Regions from separate parts of the Gossypium arboreum genome. Here region 1 is linked to region 2. The links are chromatin contacts, called in public Hi-C maps. All regions are on one chromosome and are shown on one strand. The core of a region is the stretch at or near the end of the contact, and the rest is flanking DNA. Distances in the headings are between cores, read along the strand shown.

Region 1 (6,427 bases), core at 3,414-5,913, 100 kb after region 2:
AGAGACAAAGTATCTACCCATTTTGACTTGATAGCCGACATGATAATCCTTTAATCAATTTGCTCAATTTAGATTCATCGGACTATGGACCTTTTATATTACTTACTAATACAAGTTGTCTTCTTACATTATTATTTGGCCAAGTAATGCAACTTAGTATTAGTCAAACATTAGGTAACCAATGAGCTGATATTTGCTTGCATTTTGTATTGTGTGCAAAAATCATCAATATGCAAATGATATTAATATAAGTAACGAAATTTTATTTAAACCAATGTGTTTGAAAATTTTCATATACAAATGAAAAATAAACTACACTTAGGACACAAGATCCTAACACCTAAAGCCTGTAAAGTCCTTAGACAAAGTTCTAAGCACCATTTCAATCTAGATGTTATAATCTAGTTCAACCCTACTATCCTCCAATTCTGCAAAGAACCCCATAAGGAAAAACATATGTTCTTTTATTGGACTTCTAAGATTTTGCTTAATGTTCATCAAACTGGTTATCGCAAACTATTGAGCTAAGGCTACTTAGCCTTTGAATAAGTCCTCCAAGTTTTCCACAATCTCTTTAACACTTTTATAGCTTTCATGTTGCTTTTGCAGAATGATTCTAACAATTGCAAGTATATAGCAACGAGCTATTTCATTTTAAGTCCTTTATATGGGCTTCTACCTCATGTTGGGCCTTATGAGGGTATGCTTCATCAAGCACAAACTTTTGTTTTTTGTAGTTGTGAACAATGTGCAAGTTTTGTTTCCATTCCTTATAATTATTTTCGCTCAACTTGTTTTCAGTTAGAATATTATTGAGAGGAGTTGATGTCATTTCGAATTGAAAATAAAATTTACCAAAAATTAATTATCTTTTTTATTGAAGAAGTATTTCAACCAGTTTTGCAATATGCAAGATGCACTAAACATAATGCATGTTTCTTGCATTTACCCTTGAAAAAATGCAAGTCATTGCAACAATAATTCTTGCACCCATTAAATTATGTTATCTTGGGGTAATCATAATCAACTAGTAAGAACATGGATTTCATCCAATTAATATCAGAATCTAAACCATTATAGACTACCACACATTAATAATTGTTTCACATTTGAAATATATCTTTATGGGAAATTATTTAATTTAAATAATCTTGAGTGTATAATCGTTAACACTACACCCATCATAAATATGTTCTCAATATGAGTCATCGCGGGGTAATCTCAACAAGAATCATATATGACTAGTTATTCTCTTAAAGGAAATCTCGCCTAGTGAACCCACATGATAATATTTACCATAGGGTGTGACTAGGGTAAAACTGACTCGAAGTATTATCATGCTATCACTTAGAGACCATTGATGGAGACCGTAAGTCTTGTTTAGAGACCCTCTCCCACTCAATCTTTTAAAAATATGCAAGGTTTTTGAATTCAAGTTTCATGGATGAATGATTAAATGTAAAAATAGGATCAAGTCGCAGCTTTTTCTAATCTATACAACATGCTTCATCATATATGCATGGGATGCGTATTGATTTCATTGTAATTTAATCATACAATATATCATCAATATCAAATCCATAATAAAAAATAAAATTGACTCAAACCAACAAAAGTTTCCATGGTTCTATCCTAAGAAAAAGATGAATTGTAAAAAGATTACAAAGTTTTTCCAAAGCATAATTTGGGTCTTGAACTTTTCTAGATGGTCGACCATGCCATCAATCCTGCATACAAACTCATCTAATCTCGATTATAAATATGTTTTTCATTATTTACTGAAATTTTTATGGAAAAAAACTTTTTATTTTCCTTAGTTTTTGAATCTACTTCTCAAAATTTGATCTTTCCATGATGTTTGAAACTTTGATCATACAAAAAATCTAAAGTTTCGCAACAAACAGATTTCAAACACTAGACCAAAAACTCGTTAAGCCAAAATCTGAAGTTCCGAGAGAGGTGTACCAATTTGCTCATTGAATATGTTTGAGGTACGAGGTCTCTGTTCTAAATTTTGTTACAAGATTCCTAGTTTTTTGCCTCATAAGATTTTCTAATTTCAAAAAATTAGAAAACCTATGTGAATATGATAGTCCACGGTATAATCACATATCCAAAAAATAACTTAGATACAATCAATCCAATTCTAGGAACCACGACTTTGGCAAAATTACATAATACAATAATTATATAATTAAGAAACATCCATTAACATATAAATACCCAAAACATGCTTAAAATTAAGAATGCCACTTTCTATCAATTTAATCAAACAAGAAAAAGAGGAAACAATTTGGTAACTATTTATACTAATAGATATAGCACAACTTGACTTTAATACCAATTATTGAAAATATGTTATGAAAAATAGTTTTGTTGCATAATGGAATCCCAAAACTTTTCATAAAATTATACTTTAGTTGTGATATTATTATTCACCAAATTTGATATGTTTTCAAGCTAAGGAGATATGTTGAATCTTGGATCTAGTATCTAAATCCTTTTAGCTTTCAATCGAATGATCTTCTCCGCTATTTTTGAACCCTTAAATGCTTAGAATGTGGGCTCTATTTAAAAAATTGAACACAAGATGAAAATTGAGACTTTCTAATATGAAAAGTCGACTTTCTCTAGAGGAAATCCAAAACTGAAAAATTAAATCTCACAAATTTGAGTTATAATTGCCAAGGAAAATACAATTATAATCTCACAAATTTGAACGAAAAGTACTCACGAAAAATAGAATTTATTTGAGTTCAAAAAATAACCCAAATAAAATTTTCATTAAAATTTATCAGAGTATCCTCAAATATACGTGTTGATATTTCAGCAACCCCTAGCCTCTATGTATAGGGAAAAAATCACAAGAGTTCTACTAGAATAAATAGAAGGAAAAATAATATTTCAATAAAAATTAGAGTTCTATTAAAACTCATTGGGATGGACTAATCCATAAGTTAGGTAAACATGGTTAATTACTTACTCAGTATTAGGGTAAGTCACACCATGAACGTTAAAAGTGAAGAAATTCATAAATGGATCCAAGATAAATTATACTTGGTTCTAGTCTAATATATTGTCAATCTAGACAATCACGTATATGTTTCTATTTTCTGAGAGTCAACTGCTCTGATACTCAAGGTAAGGTATCTCTCAATTTTGACTAACCCTATGAGTCAATTGCTCAGTTTTATTCCATAAACTACGAACAATTTAGATTACCTACTCATATAAGTTGTCTTCTCACGTCATAATCCTACAATATGATGCAGCTTAATATTTGTTAAACCTTTAGGTAATAAATTAGCTAATATGCGTTCATTCATTTTTCTTTTCATGCAAAAATCATTTGAGGAAAACCATACAAAAATATAATAAATTAATTATAGAATTTTATTTATCTAATCAGTTTGAAAATTATAAGTAGAATGACGTAACCCTTACACTAAGGGCACAAAATCCTAATAAAAGAACCTGTTCATAAATAGGTTTGCAAGCTCATTTAAAAATGAATGGAGCCCCTCTTGGAGAGGAAAAATACCAATCTCTTGCATGGTCTCTTAAGGTCATCAAAAAGGCAAGACACTTCAATGCATTGAAGGTGCCTAGCATATTCATGTGGTTGTTGTAGTGTGCCAAATGCTCTTAGGGGTCATCTTAGGCAACATCAAAGTTGGAGACATGAACTCTCTTGCCACATTTAGAGCCAAAGTCTTATTGGAATAGTCTCATTCAAATCCAACGGACTTGGTATTGCAAAAAGCAATTCATTTTCTTTTCTGAGGGCTTGTATTTGATCTTAAGAAAAGTGAGCTAGTTATTAATTATCTTGCATTTGCAACTGATATGGTGGGTTCAACATTGGAGTTCTATCAGACCTTAGTTTCCTCCACTTGTTAAGAAAAGATTGGGAGATTTCTTCTTTTTACCTCTGGTAGGATTTTACTTTTAAAGATTTTTGTTTTCCCTGAGCTCTTTAATGATCTTCTCGTTTCGCAAGTTTACTTCCTGCTGTTGTTGGTTGTTGTTGGTACAAAGTTGCTACATAGATATATGCTTTTCAAGAATTATCATTTTCTCTTGCACTTTCATAAACTGTTATGAGCTAAAGTTAAGGTTTTGCAAAGTCTATTCACCATGAGAGGTATAAGGTTGGCTTTGTTAATTTAGTAATTAACATAATATCTAGGTGGGGGTATTGTGTATAGCTTACATAATGTGGATAATATAATCATACAGGTTATACGGATCGTAATGACGACTTGATTGTGTCTTCTATTGGGAGAATTGTTGTCATGCACTAGAGAACTGTTAATCTTAAGTTGTTTGGGGTTCCGATTGAGCGTGGGGGGCTTGTTCTTGTTCATCTATATTTGCAAGGATTGTTCATTATGAAAATGTGAGTGAAAAAAGGATAGTGGACAGATTTGAAAAGATAGTTAACCCTAAGGGGGTGAAGAGCCATGAAGAGAAGAGAAGGTGGTTGAGATATTGTTGAATTGGAGAGAAAGCTGTTAAAGAATAAGGAAGAAGAAGAAGAAGACTCCCTACTATGGAGCCAAGAGATGTATATATAATGTTTACTCTTCTATGCCACATGTCCTCCTCTAATAGACATGCTTGTCATTCAATCATTCCTTGTTAGGTCGCCACTGTCTCATTTGTGTGGTTGTGTTATTAGGGTGGTTAAGTGGCATATCCTTGGTCCCAGACGAAGCATGCATGATGCAAGATAAATTACTGGCAAAGCATGGTAGCAACAATATATTTAATTGAGTATGTTTAACATACCTAAACATGACATTTTGCTCATTGAAAATTTTAATAAAAAAATCCTTAAATCTAATTTTCAAAAAGCAAAATCATAGTAATTAATCAAATATATATCTAAACTAATATTATATTTGTAATTGTAAATATATTATATTGTGATAGTAAAACTCTAAAAGAAATATAATCAGATATAAATACTATAATTTCGTTATACATACTACCCAACCGCTTATCACCATTAGAGATCTTCACTTATTTGTCATTAGCCTATCATGTAATTTACATGTGAACTGTTACATTGAATTTTTAAGCTCTTTATATTTATATTGATAGCATAAGCCCTGTGGAACGATACATATATGAAATTTTCCTTCTTCCAATTATTTATTTTTAACTAATTTTATTTTAATTCCAAAATCAATCAAAACCCTTACCCTAGATAAAATTAAAGCATTCTCAACTAAAACATTTGTAATTTGATGTGATCGTATTCAAAACAATAATGATTGAAGTAAATAGTCAAACCCATCTCGACAAGATTGTGGGCTGTTACTGAGCACATTTCCAATTGTTGCAAAGTATCTGAAGTACAAGATAGGCAGGGCGGCGCTTTGCCCCTCCAAAAATATAAAATAATGTTTAATACATATAAAAGCTATTATATTTATAAAAATTTCATTTTAACCAAGTTTATAATTTTCCTCATTTTTCTGCAGCTTCTTAATCACACAGCATCTCCTTCGATTACAACACGGTAAGGATTCCTTTTAATTATTCAAATAAGAAAGAAAATCTATCCATGATTCTATATGACATAATATATTAAAATTACTTTTCTCTTTATATTTCTTAAGGTAATCTATAAAAATAGTTATTTTTATTTGTCTCAAGTTACATTTTAGTTATTTATGTTTAAAATATTACGTTTTAGTCACTTATGTTATTATTTTATTACGAAGTGATCACTGTACCGTTAAGTTCCGTTATTTCTCTAACGGTAATCGTAAGTGGCAGTACAACTAGATTTTAGGTGCTAACTTAGATTTCTAAATGGGATGAAAATAAATTTTAATTAAAAATTTAATTAATTAAAATTTTCAAACCTAAATCTTCTATCTCTTATTTTTTTAATGAGTTTTTTTCATTTGACTAGAAAAACTATTATTAATATCAAAATAATTGAAATCAACAATAAGAAAGAATAATCTAGAATACCCACAAAGAAATTATGAACATACAAGTTGATTCAAATCAGAAAATATTTGATTGAAAAACCAATTATTCAAGAACTATGAAAGAACTAGAAAATATAATAATTAGGAACAAGAACAGTAAAAGTAACAGCCTTTTTCTGAAAATTTTAAAATTAGCTTGAATGAAACATGTTTCTGGTTGCATTTTATGGGATGTCTATTGATGCAAAATAAAATACATGTTTACAAACAATTTCAAAAAGTAGAAGAAAATATCACGAATTTTAATTTAGAGTTTTCATTAAACAATAAAAAATCTAATCTTTTGTTTTTCAGTATTGAATAAAAAAGATAGAGGAATGCAAAAAAGACATACCTGAACCTTCCATTGAATCCATCTTTATGAAGCAGTCAATTTGATTTCAACTATTTTGATCTTAATAATAGTTTTTCCAGTCAAA
Region 2 (7,041 bases), core at 3,117-5,616:
AGCATTCAAAATAGGCAATTTCATCATTTAACATAGCATACCATCACATGCATATGTGTTTGTAAACTTACCTTAGATAAACTTAGGCAATACATAACATTGATCACATATTCTTAACATATCTCATGTGTAAATATATAACATGATAATCTACTTAGTAATACCAAAATAAACCATCACTAGCCATTTCAATGGCTAGGTTACAAAATAACATTTCAAGCCACTATTGGCCAAGTTGTTTTATACATGCCATTATACTAAAGTGATTTTACTAAGTATACCCAAAATGCTAGTTGATAGTGTGATGATGCTTCAATGATCTTCCAACCTTCACGAGCTTCCGAGCACTATAAAACAGGGGAAAATAAAATGGGGTAAGCATTACATGCTTAGTAAGTTCGTATAACGGAAACTAAACTTACCAATCTTGTTGATTAAAATCTAGGCATACAAAGTTATGTTTCCATCCATTTGGCTAAATTGCCTAATCACATACATTCAATCAAACATGTTAGTCACCAAAATATCCATATCAATCAAGTAACATAGATGAGCTCATCAAGTAATATTCTTTCAAGTCATTTTCATTTCATCTGAAGATTCTCATACCATGTCAAAAGTTCTATGTCCGTTGAATCACTGAGATTCCGATAAAAGCTCAAGTACTACACTCGAGGTGTACGATTCATTATTCCGTCAATTCTTATCAAGGTCACCCCTTAGGGCACTTAACCAAGAAACACTCTCTCGAGCCACATATTGTATAACAGGATTAGCAGTCCAGGCTAAATCATTTTTATAAAGTATGCTCACAAGAGCTCGATTAGGATTACCAGTCAAGGCTAAACCCTAATCATAACATATACTCGAGAGATATTATATTGGGATTACCGATCCAGGCTAAATATTTTCTATAACAAGGTCATTGGGATTACTCGTCCAAGCTAAATCTCATCCGCAACATATGTAGGACCCTATTTGTTTCGGGAAAACGCATACAATTGTCGGAATTCAATATTCAATCGGGATCTAACCCTTTATCATCATTTCAAACACGTATTAAGTTTCTTATTATAACATTCAATTAATGTACTTCAATATAAATCACGTTCCATACAACACAACATTCAATTAAACATATTTACATGCCGGATTAAGTTACACGAACTTACCTCGACACTTGTTCGCGTAAAAGTCTACTAATCCGAAATCTTTTCTTTTCCTCGATCTAACCTCGAATTAGTGCTGTCCGGATCTATATAAATGAATTTAACTATCAATTTCACACATTTCATATTTAAATGGACTCAATTTACGTCCTAGGAAAAATTACCATTTTGCCCCTAATTTTTCTATAAATTTCGATTTTATCCCTAGGCCCGAAAAATAAAACTTGTGCAAATTACTCTCTATTCCAAGCCTAACCAAAGCCCATTACAAAATTTCCAACACATGTATCCATAAAATTTCATAATTTTTCATCAAATTTTACAACTTTTCATTTAAGTCCCTAAATCATGTTTTCATCAAAAATCACTTTGTAAAAGTTGTTTATCTATCAATAATATTTCATTTTATACCATAAATTTCTAATTTCCAGCATAATACATCCATGACCCATTTGCATACTTTGATATCTTTTCAAATTAATCCCTCAAATAGAGAGATTAAGCTATCCCAATTTCAAAAATACCAAAATTACTAAAAACGATACAAGATAACTTACCCAATTAAGCCTTGAAAGTTTCTCCCCTCTCTCTTAGGGTTTCCATAAAATTTTAGGTTGAAGATGATGAAAATAAGATGATATATTTCTTTTCTTCTTTTAATTAGTTAAGTATTTTGGTATTTCCAATTTAGTCCTTACCTTTTTTCTATAATTCCATGGATGAGTCACTAAGAAAATCTACATAATTTTTTTAATTGTCTAATTACCATATAAGGACATTAATTTTTGAATTCCATAGCTATTTGATCCTTATAGCTACTAGAATTCCACTTTCGCATTTTATGCAATTTAGTCCTTCTCGTAATTAAGCACTAAATCGATAAAATTTTTGTATCAAAATTTTCACACGACATATATACCATATCACAGATCATATAATAAAATAAAAATAAATCATATTTTTGGGTCGGATTTGTGGTCCCGAAACCACTGTTCCAATTTCACTGAAAATAGGCTGTTATAGGAAGAGTTAGCACTAGACGAATAATTCTATCAAGAAAAATATAAATACTTGACTTATTTGTCTTAGCTAGCACTTGGCAACTGTAGAAGCTTTCTATAATTCCATGTTTTAATGAGCATCAAGTTTAAAATGCTCCAATTGAATCTTCATGTGTAGTTTTTATTGATCAACAAAATCAGGATAAAAATCATTCATAAGTTTGCAGTTATCTTCCACCCGAAAAGTTTTGTAATTATCACGTGGATCCAAATGGGAGCTAAGAACAAGTAACTCCACTACTTCATCATTAAAGCGAGAATTCATTTCTATTTGCAATAAATCGATACTGGCAATGAATATATCAAACTGATAGTGATGCTTAATTGTGAGGTTATCTCTTTGGATGTGAGACCGACCTCGACCAATTTTGTACGAAACACTTAAATTGGGGACTTCTATCGCATGATATTTACAAAAATAATTTCACTTTCTCAAATAAAAGATCTCATCCATGTTCTTTGAATTTCTCGATAAACGTTTTAGTTCATGACACTAGTTGCATCACATTTAGTATATCTTGCGATTTATATTGCAATACTTGATAGAGATCATTAGTGATTCCAAGCATCTCAATCATGAAATACAGGATGAAAACAAATTCAATGGATGTCATTACATCATATATTCCATTAGCTTTACTCCTTTGAGTAAGGTTGTCAAATTGATGATATCCTGTAATACAACACAGACAGAATTGAACATCTTCATGAAGCTATTAAGAGAAGCTAAATGAGATCCCCATCGGGTATTGGCTGGACGTTGAAAAGTACCAACTTGATTTTTTCCCTTTGCCAGTTTCAAGCTCACCACTATTAATAACTCTGCTTTATGAGATGCCTCAATGTCCCTTAACTGATCATGTTGTTTGCTTGAAGAAGCAACCAAATTGATTATACTAGTCAAGTATGAAAAAAATTGACAAATAGGAATAACCTCATTGGATGCAGCTACTAGAGTTAACTGGAAACGATGAGCGAGGAAATGAACATAGTATACAAATCAACACTTTTTAGCAAATAACGTTTGCAAGCCGTTTCATTCGCCATGCATATTACTTGCACAATCATATCCTTGATCATGAATATCATTCACATTAAGGCAATGACATAAAAGAACTTCATAGATTGCTTTCTTCAAAGCTAACGATGTAGTGTCCTTCACATGAACCAAATCAAAGACATACAAATCAAAATACAAGAAAACCACTAACCTAATATGTATGGGTATGGACCAAATCAATTAATTCTAGAATTTGACTTTAAAACTCATATTGGGCCTCTAAGTTTAGTATTTTAAGACCTACCATACATTAATATTTGATGATGATTATTATTAAAGTTATATAATTAAAAATTGAAAAAAACTTAGTTAATATAAAATACAATTTGGTCAAAGAGGCGAATGTTATATAATGTGGACACCAAATCTAAAATACATGATAATTTATATATAAAATTCAAAAATATAGAAATATATGTTCATGTAGTTGTTAGTAAGCATGTGAGCTTAAATTATTGGTTTTGTTAATTTGTTGCACATATATTATTAAACTGTAAAATTTTAGTAATTTATTGTATCTGAATGTTTAACTATTAGTTTTAGATCTTTGATTTGATGGAAAGATGTAACAGTGTTACCTAATTGAGCTACTTTTTTATTTTATTTTTCAATGTTTTAATAATTAGGTTAGTCAAATAAATTAGAGCACTAATATTCAATTTAACCGATTTAAGTGTTGGTCCAACAATAATTAAATTAATAGTTAAAATTAATAGAATTAAAAATAATTTTAAAATTAAACTTTTATAAAATCGATTCAACCATCGATTTTTTTCCAATTTCCATTTTATTGGTTTTGAGGGGGTTTGATCAGAGGCTAATTCACCCCCTATATCTGGATCAATAAATCGATGGTCCGGCCTGATTTAAATAACATTGCAGTTTTCATAAAGCATAAGGACCAAATTCTAATTTTTTAAAATAAAGAAACTAAAATCACAAATTTCATAAAGAAGAGCGCTGGAATTTATAATTAAACCAATAATAAATGAATTTTTAAGAAAACTCCCCAAAGATCCAAATAGCTCCCAGAACAGACAGCCAATCAGGGAGTAGCTATAGATAACAACACGGTTATAGGACGTGGCACAATGTCGTGGTAGGAATATATCTTGTTTGGATGTGAAATGCATCTCATCATGGATCATATGCATGCATCATGCTTGTGACTTTCTATGCTTTACGTCGTCGTTTCCCTCTCGTAATTCGTTTGAAAAGCTAAAATTATGTCGTTTAACTCTGATACTTGTTTATTACTTAATTTTTTTTCTTTGAAAACATCATTTTACATCATTTTTTCTTCAATCACAAAGTTGATGTGTATATATTTTTGCTTATTGTTTGAGTGAAATAGTAACTAATATTATTAAAATAAATATAATAACTAAATAAGTAAAAGAAAATAAAATATTTTTAAAGATAAAATGAAAATTAATTAAAAAGAAAAGGGATAGATATTAGATAAAATAATAAACATAAAAAATATTTAAGTCAAATATCTTTGGTAATAAGATCTTTAATTGATCCCAACACTTTTGTATGACATGTTTGTATATATTTTAAACCGGTTCAATTCCCTCTCTATTTTTTTACTCTTTTAGTCCTTTATTTTTAATTTTCGGTAAAATTATTAATCGAGTTTTAAATTAGATTCTTGACTTTTAAAAATAGAATTACATTTTAAACTTTTAAAATTTTAAATTTATTTTGTTCTTTTAAAATATTATTAAATAGGAATATGTGTTATCAATTGTATTTTAATTTTTAAAATTAAATAATTTTATCAAATTAAAATTAAAATTAAAAATCTAAATTAAACCTTTTAAAAAATAAAATGTATAATATAAACGAAACAAATTAAAGGTCAAAATGAAATAATGGAAGGTTTAGAATTAAAGAAATAGAACAATCTAGAATGACGAAAGGTGAATAAAAAAATAAAATAAGAAAATGTCGGTTAGCACTTAGAATAAAAAAAGGAAAATCAAAGGTTTTGGTCGGTAAGATGGAGCCAAGTCAGGTAGGCTAAGCCAATGGAAGGCTGCATTTTGGTATTGGTTTTTTAAATTAAGTGAAGCTTAGAGAGACTGAAAAGTTTCTTTGTTGCATTTCATCGTACACGTGTCTCAAACCCGTGGTGGTGGGACCTAATAATTACGAGCATGTCTTTGACAATATGATGAGTGGACGGCTCTTTGATTGCGACCTCCATCAATCCTCATTTAATAGAAAACTGAGATGGAATAGTACGAAAAATTGATGTTTTTAGAAAAATAAAAGTAAAATTTTGGTTCTAATTTTATATGCCGAAAAATGACCTTTTCTTTTTCAAAGTTAACTCAAAAATAAAAATTATTTACGAAAATAACCTAAGTATAAAATTTTATACAAAAATGACATGTTTTCTGTAGTACACTTGAGTGCCGATCATCTAACCATCGGCACCAACCCCCATCATCCTTCAATCATTGCCCCATGATAGTCCAATCCTTTAAAATTTAAAATTTTTGGTGCCGACATTATGATCACTGACATTAGTATGTATTTTTCTCAATACTTATAAAAAATACAAGTATTTCAAGATCTAAAAAAAAGGAAAAAATATTTTTTAGTAGGTGTTGACGTTCACTTTGTTGGCATCGATTCAAATTTTTTTAAAAAATTTGGTGTTAGCGTTTTTGTTGTTGGCACTAGTGCTAGAAAATTGTAAAAAAAAAAAAGTTTTTTTTTGTGTCTGCTTTCTTGTTGCTGGCACCACCAGGCTATATATATCATCCCTAGTGGAACATCAGTATTGAGAAAATAGAAAGGAAAAAAAATGGGCTTTTTTTTCCCCAAAATTTTGTCAAGATGAAGAAAATTGAGAGAACAAGGAAAAATATTTAATTGTTGAGAAAATAAGGGAAAATAATATTTATCTTAATTTTTTGTTTGTGTTATAGTTAGAAATTTTGGTAGGTTCAAAGTATGTTTTATTTAACGATGATCCGGCAGAGTTCAGACATTGACCGATTTCATTTGTTGTTTTGAGAGTGTACCATCACTTGGAGATTTCATTTCCCTGTTAATAGTTATGCGGTCATAGGTTGAAGTATAAATAGGGTTCTCTTAGTTGACAATTCTAAGTTGGTATTGGTTATGCGATCATGAGTACTATAAAGGTTATGTTGTCAAGGGAACCCTTTAGAGGAGGAGGTGCCGATTACGATTGATGGCAGTCTTTGTGCGATAGCGGTTGTCAAAGGAACCCTTTAAAGTGGTGCATTCCATGAAGGCTAATCGAACCTTGTCTCACTAAAAACACACTTGGGGCACGAGATTCCTGATGGACCCCAATCAAGCAAAGTTCAATATCATGAGATTCTCAATGAAACTGATTCAAGTAGAAGATGATTGAATAAGAGAAAACATTTATTAAAATATATTAGCACCAACGAGAACACTAGTATATTTGACGAAGGCCAATCGAACCTTGTCTCATTAATTGCACTCTTAGGGCACGAGATTTGTGATGGACCCAAATTTTGTAAGGTTGAATATCACAAGATTCTTGATGGGCCTAATTCAAACTGAAGATGATTGAACAGTCCAGATGATCGAATTATCCCGTACTTGGATGCTGCCAGATTTAGCACAGCAGCATTGATCCGAATGTTTGACTTAAGGGCGGACTTAATATCCACATTGGTTAAGCGGTGGCGCCCAGGGACCTACACTTTTTGTCTGTCGTGTGGGGAGTACACCATCTATA

Evidence for each region. Hi-C and Micro-C count contacts between places; a contact is called where the count stands out from the background.
Region 1: a Hi-C map of leaf shows a contact between it and region 2, with 2.8 times the contacts expected there. The contact joins two enhancer-like sites. A contact is called at or near these places in 2 of 5 Hi-C or Micro-C datasets (both in leaf).

Annotation. Positions count from the first base shown.
Region 1 is chr3:127,697,423-127,703,849 of ASM2569848v2, forward strand. No RefSeq gene overlaps it. Among protein-coding and RNA genes, the nearest start is that of LOC108489333, 14 kb to the right of the region's middle. Within about 2 kb of position 4,664, at least 1 of the 2 cell types and tissues checked has an H3K27ac peak or open chromatin away from gene starts, as enhancers often do. A contact at or near this core is called in leaf, where this site is marked.
Region 2 is chr3:127,595,220-127,602,260 of ASM2569848v2, forward strand. No RefSeq gene overlaps it. Among protein-coding and RNA genes, the nearest start is that of LOC108489213, 6.8 kb to the left of the region's middle. Within about 2 kb of position 4,367, at least 1 of the 2 cell types and tissues checked has an H3K27ac peak or open chromatin away from gene starts, as enhancers often do. A contact at or near this core is called in leaf, where this site is marked.